2 separate regions of the Hordeum vulgare genome follow, and region 2 is linked to region 1. The links are chromatin contacts, called in public Hi-C maps. All regions are on one chromosome and are shown on one strand. The core of a region is the stretch at or near the end of the contact, and the rest is flanking DNA. Distances in the headings are between cores, read along the strand shown. Region 1 has its middle 24 kb from the start of LOC123412436. Region 2 has its middle 80 kb from the start of LOC123412436.

Region 1 (3,545 bases), core at 590-3,089:
GGCGTACAGCTTGTGCAGGTCCCTCATCTACGCATGCTCGATGCTGACAACACCGATGTGTGCCTTCGTCCCCGGTGTGTTCCCACGCCTGGCCAACCTGGAGCGACGCAATCGTCAACATCGTCTTTGTCCGTCTATGCATGCCCTATGCTCGCAACACCGATGCGTGCCTTTGTTCACTAAGTGTCCCCGAGCTTAACAAACCGGGCGCGACGCGTCGTCAACTACGTCTCCTTCCTGACGCATCACTTCTACGACACTACTCCGCCCATCCCTAACTCGGCGCCTCCTTGCGCCCGCGGCTTCGCGACGACTTCCACGGCACCGGCTATCCCGACTCGATATCGACCACGACGTTGTTCGCACGGCCACCTCGACGCACGGCTCCCTCGACCATGGCTATACCATCCTATGCTCTCGGCTATCTCGACAACAGCACAAAGGGCTACCGCCTTGCTTGAGAAACGTGGTCGGTTTCCGCTCCAACCATAGCTTCCGTGATTTATGGACCGTTACGATTGTGGGGGATGTCCGTTGGCTTACCTTCGAATTCTTCTCGAGTCTCACCATCCGCATCGCTACCGTTATGACTGTGGGGAGGTGTTGAGTATATTGATTATTAGAAAATATGAAATAGACTAGGATTTGTTCTACATTGTCGTGTATTTCAAGTTAATCATTGTACTTCCATATATATGCACACGAGGCTTAAACAATATAACAATTATTACATCAATATCTCTCTCCTTTTTAACAGGAAGGAGCATGAGCAGGAACTTGTCTCAAAGATCAAAATCCTGCAAGAGAGGTGTTGTTGTGACAAGCGATTGCAACAATGGGCTACTTGTAAAAAATTATGATGGCGGCCATGAGGCACGTGCGTGCAGAGAAGAGGGCGGCACCAGCCAGCGATCCACGGGGTGATTTTCGACGTTTTACTTAGTTTATATTATTGTCTCTCTTTGGGATGTCGTTTTTTCACGTCTCCTGCGGTGATGAAGCATGAACCGAAACCATCAAATACACAAGAGTTGAAAAGGGGACTTGAAAAGCTCAGAAAACGAAAATAAAGAAACTTTCTCGCCCGACCGGAAAGAGCACACCGAAAGACGGGCAGTGCGTCGCTGGTTCGCATTGATCCCAGGATGGATGGCAGGTAGAGGGTAGGGAGAATCTTGTTCGGAGCTGGCACTTGGAACGGTCGCAATGAATTGGTGGAGCTGGAGCATGGTCGTCGCCGACCAAACCGGCTGATGCCATTGCCATATCTGGGCTCTCGCTCCCACTACGAATTTACCCATCGACGTACGACGCAGTGGCAGGGCTCCATCACTGCAGGCAGTGTCGTTGTCCCGTTCAATGCTCTCGACCGGGAGCCACCTGTTGATGCGAGCGGCTGCTGGCATATACAGTAGCATAACTGCGTATGAACGGATCAAACAAAAGACAGGGGAAAGAAAGAACGGTGTTCTCTGCCACTGCCAAAGAGGGCCTCAACTTTTGGGTGCGATCTAGCCACCACTGTCCTCTCCGTCCGCTCTAGAAATTTTTGACTCGTCGACTGTTGCAATCTGGGAAGCCTGAACTTACCCGTGTCCACTAGCCAATCAGCCGGATGCGTCAACGCACCGGGATAACAAAACTACAGTACATGAATCATGGTGTAAGCATTGGATGCTAAAATATGGTCAACTTGCGTGAGCGGTGAGCACGAACTCACACTCACTGTCCGAGGCGTCCAAGTCACGAGGAACTCGCGCTCCTTCACTTCACTGTCTGGTCTGCATGTAGGAACAGCGAAGGCTTTGGCATTTCCATTTGTACTCATGGCGCCAACGTTGACGCTAGCCTAACTCGGCATTTTTCTAGTTTTGACTGATCGGACTCCCTGACTGGAATCGAGGAATCCTACGCATTTGGCAACGTGGTGGCGTCTTACTCGTTTGACCAGTGTGGCTCGATCGATTGTTTGTTTAGAAGGGGTTTTATCGTTTATGCCACCAGTTGTGTCCCACTTTAACGGTTTTGGAAATTCCACAAACTTTGGTAATTCACACTTTAGTGATTTTGGAAAGATTTTTTTTATTTCTTGTGGGTTTTTTCTTCAATGTATTACATTTTTTCCTTTTACGGGGTAAAGGGAGTTTCATTTCATGAAACAGAGTTACAGTCGAGAGGCCACAAGTCCTCAATATATGGAGGAACTGAACCCAGCCACACAGACGTGGCACGTTCAGAGCGGCTATATTTAGCCAATCGATCGAAAACTCTATTTTAAGTACGATGAATTTCAGGGGATAAAACTCCCTATCACGAAGAAGAGCCTTGATCTCTAGCACTAGATGACCATAGGACGAGCGGAGAAGTGCATCATTGGTAAGACTGGAGAGGCTTCATAAGAATCCGATTGCAGCACCACTGGAGAGGCGAAGTGTTGAATGGCAAGGGCCATGCCCATCATGATCGCATGCAATTCGGCTTCGAGTGGATCGTTGCAATGAAAGAGATAGCGATAGGCTGCCAACGGCATTTTCTCTTTCTCGTTTCTGATAATCATGCTCGCCGACGTCGTTCCATCATCTTTCAGGAAGGAGTCATTGACAGACAACGCCATCAAACCAGCTGTCGGGGTCGACCATGGAGCAGCAGCAGGAGGCGTAGACCATACAGTTTCCACAGTGGCTCATTTTTCCTTTCAGGATTTCCTCCGTAGAGAATCGCCCAGCGAGAACAATGGACTTGTAGTAGCTATCTAGGTATTACATTTTTCTGGTTGACCTTTTTAGTTTCATTATTATTATTATTATTATTATTATTATTATTATTATTATTATTATTATTATTATTCAATCCGTCCCATGTATTTCAAATATCCAAAAGTTTTTTAAAATCTGGAGGCCTTTTCTATTTCTTGAAATAATATTGAAATGGTCATATCCACAAACAAATGGTGAAAGCGCAAACATTTTTTGAATTCTTGAATATTTTCAGAAATCATGAACATGTTTGGAAATCAGAAACATTTTTGTATTGCGAATACATTTTTGAATGCATGAAAATCTTTTGAAGATGCTATTACAAGTAATTCACATTCACGGGACCTCTTATATGGCCAATGTGCGACAGGGGTCGTGCAAGGCCGACCCATTTGTGGGGCTGGACGCCCCCTTTTTTTTTCAATTACACCTTTTCTTTTTATTTTCGGTTATTGTTTTATTCTATGTTAAAATTATTCGGGAGTTTCCAGAAAGTGTGAATTGTGAATTGTCAAAAATAGTCACTGAGTTCAAAAAATGTTCATGATTTCAAAAGAATGACCATTTTTTGTATTTAGTGAAAACTTTTTTATTTTGATGAACAATTTTAGAGCCCTTTTTAATAGTGATGGACATTTTGAATATCATGAACAAATTTTGAATACGATGAACACTTTTTTAACTTGATGGGTAATTTTTTATTCAAATACATTGTTTTGACAAATGATAATTTTTTTTATTCCGATGAATATTTTTTAAATTTATGAAAAAAATTAGAAGTTGATTAAT
Region 2 (3,266 bases), core at 684-3,183, 100 kb before region 1:
GAGTTTTTGAGATTACTAAATACCGGAAGCATTATTGTGATCATGCGCGACAACTGACCAAGCGACAAGTGATGGTTACCCCTGTTGCAAGCGAGGACGTGCGCCGCTGTAAGGGCCGAACACCTCGCCATTGTTGCAATCCTTGAAGCACAACGCTAAAAAGGGACAAACATCATTGCTGCAAACATGACGCCAACCTGCGGCGTCTCAAGGGTTGACCATTTCTACTGCAAGCTGAGACACATGCCATTGTTACACCCACCGTAGTTGTTGCAAACTGAGAAACATGGCGCTACAAAGGGACGACCACTCCTAAAGCTAGCCGGAGTTAACTTTTGACATTAGTAATGAGACTGTCGCGTACGCTAATGGAGTCTGAGTGGCATGATCCTCTTATGGTAGCTTTGATGCCTCTTGGATGATCTCATTGTGTATGCCTATGTACATGTGTATGTGAAAATGGGTTTCCGTATAGCCGAAAACACCCCAAACGATACCCGAAAACACCCCAAGCGATACGAATGTTTTAACGCTCCCAGACGACGCAAAATTCTGACCATTGACTAGGTTCAATTGCACGGCTTGGAGGCGGTTGAAAAAAAATGCAATCATCATCCGGCTAATCCCTAGTACGGGCTTGTAAAAATAGGAAACGTTTTGAGATAGTCGGATGCTTTGTTGCTTTCGTAAGCCGTGTCCGTTGCCCTGTGATCCTATATGATCGTGTGGCGTGAAACACGTTTGTGTCCCCTTCTCGCGAAGGCAGCCTACCTTTCTAAGTTTGTGACCTGTAGTAGCGTCCAATGACTTTTTTTTTACTATCTTTTTTACAGCAATATACTCCACATGCAGTGTTATTGCCACGTAGCACACCATCTTCTCAACGTTGATCATGGGTGTTTGATTTGATTTTGTACTCGCAGCTCATAGTCGTAGCTATCAAAGTACACCACGGGTGTCCGAAGCATGTTATCGAGCAAACGCCGTGTTCGAAGCATGTTGTTGTGCAAAGCCACAATCGTCGCAACACGCCTCATAGCATCACCGGGGCCGTCGAAGCATGTCGTCGCAACATCCTCAAAGCCGCCATTATGTTGTCGCATGCCGTGGCCAACGAAGCACACCGCAGGCATTTGAAGCATGTCGTCGCTCCATCTTTGGGTCGTCGCAACATTCTCGAAGCAGCAAGGATGCCATAGCATGCCGCGGCCATCAAAGCACACCACAGACGTTCAAAGCGTGTCATTGCGCCATCATCGAGGCCATGAGCTCGCCGCAGCTGTTGAAGCAGCTGGGTGTCGCAAAGACCACCGTTCAGTGTCGCAGCATTGCCCCACGGTCTCGCAGTGACTCCGTAGCAGCCAGACCACCCTCACAACATTGTCGTTTTGACTTACAGTGCGACAACCCTCATAGCAACAGCCACTCCCTCACTGATCTTTGAAGCAGCTCGTATCGCTACAGCAGTGGTTGTCATTTTACTTCAAAGTTGCACGCTTCTGCATGCCAATACAGGCCGAGGGCGGGCGTGGCTGGAAGTCGCCATGCCTCGAGTGTTGATGGAAGGACAGTTCTGCCAACTGACGATGTGAAAGTTGTTGTGCTGCAGCATGCAAGGCCACGGGGGTGCTCCGTTGGCGACTAGTTGCATGGAATGCAACTCGTGGCGAGCAGGGCTGGCTTACGTGAGCACGTCATGAAAATGCAAAGAAGTGTATGGCTCTGAGACATGAAAGGAAAATAACGATTGATGTTTCCATCTGACGGTAATGCTCGTCTTAATCAAACGGCTAGCAAGGCGGTTGATCCTCATATGTAATCAGCCGAATGATTTGTAGCACGACCTTTTTGCTCTCAAGAAATCCGAGGGAGCTCGCAAATCTGCAGTCGCTATCTCCTCACCCGAGCGCGAGACTATGCGGGGACGGCCCATACCTCGCTTAGCGCAAGGCTTTACAAGCGTTCGCGTGAAGCCTGCAAGAATAAGCCTACCCAACGCATCAGAGGACAAATGCTCATTTTTCTCTGTATTTTTTCACGGTTTCTTCTTTCATTTCGTTTCGTTTTATCTTACTTCCAAATATATATAAATATCATGTACCTGTGCATGGGAGTACTTTGTTATATACTTCCAAGTATCAACATTACGAAAAATCTTTACATAAAGCACTTGAAAATGTTAATCTTGCATTTGAAAGATGTTAGATATGTGTAAAAAATGTTTCACATGTATACAGAAGATGTATACGAGAAATGTGCGATGCATAGGGAAAAATAGACGTAAAAATATAGTTTAAAAAAATGTAAATCATGTATTTGGAAAATATTAAATGTGTATAGAAAATATGTTTTATATGTGTACGAAAAACGAACAATATGTATGAAGAACATAGACATACAAAAAAAGTTCTCAAAAGTATTAATCATGCATTTGGAACATGTAAAATGTGTATAAAAATATATTTCTGAAGGAACACAAAATGTTCATTGTACATGAAAAAAGTTGACATAAAAATATGCATTTGCAAAAATGTTAATCATGTACCTTGTAATTTTAAACATGCATATATAAAATAATTTTATGTATATACAAAATATAACTTTTAAAGGAAAATTTTAATTATATATGTTTAGAAGATGTTAATCATGCATTTCCTAATTTTTAAATGCGTATATCAAAAAAATTCCTGATGTATATTTTTTTTACAACATGTACAAAAAAATAGGCATAGAAAAATATAAGTTTTAATAATAAAACAAATTAATCATGTATTTTGAAAAAGTTACACATCTACATAAAAATAGTCCTTATGCATACTACAAATAAAAAGGGAAAACTAGGAAAACCAAAAAAAGATAATCAAGTAAAAAATGAAAAATGAAAAAAACAAACAAAGAAAGAAAAAACAATGCAATTCAAGAAACAAACAAACAAACAAAATTTAAAATATCTTGAAAGAAACGAAAAATGTGTGACGATCAAAGAACAAATCAAAGAAAAACAAAACAAATGGGAAGATGAAACTATGGAACACCAGATAAAACCAAAGCAAAACGGGAACAGCGAGTGAGCGAATCAACCCTGAAGCGAGCAGACGAGGAGAAATTGTCTGGCCAAGCTTTTTTATTCATGCGAGTGTATCCAACGCGAGAGCAATGAACCAAGTGTTGCTCATTGCGGGTCGCCCGCAAAAGTCATTTTTGTGGTCTGGGTACAACCCTTCGTATTTACTTTTTCTATTTTATGGGTGTTTTTAGTATTTATA

What was found. Hi-C and Micro-C count contacts between places; a contact is called where the count stands out from the background.
Region 2: a Hi-C map of seedling shows a contact between it and region 1, with 3 times the contacts expected there. The contact joins two enhancer-like sites. A contact is called at or near these places in 3 of 6 Hi-C or Micro-C datasets (leaf and seedling).

Annotation. Positions count from the first base shown.
Region 1 is chr7H:579,894,460-579,898,004 of MorexV3_pseudomolecules_assembly, reverse strand. No RefSeq gene overlaps it. Among protein-coding and RNA genes, the nearest start is that of LOC123412436, 24 kb to the left of the region's middle. Within about 2 kb of position 1,839, at least 3 of the 3 cell types and tissues checked have open chromatin away from gene starts, as enhancers often do. A contact at or near this core is called in seedling, where this site is marked.
Region 2 is chr7H:579,997,613-580,000,878 of MorexV3_pseudomolecules_assembly, reverse strand. No RefSeq gene overlaps it. Among protein-coding and RNA genes, the nearest start is that of LOC123412436, 80 kb to the right of the region's middle. Within about 2 kb of position 1,933, at least 2 of the 3 cell types and tissues checked have open chromatin away from gene starts, as enhancers often do. A contact at or near this core is called in seedling, where this site is marked.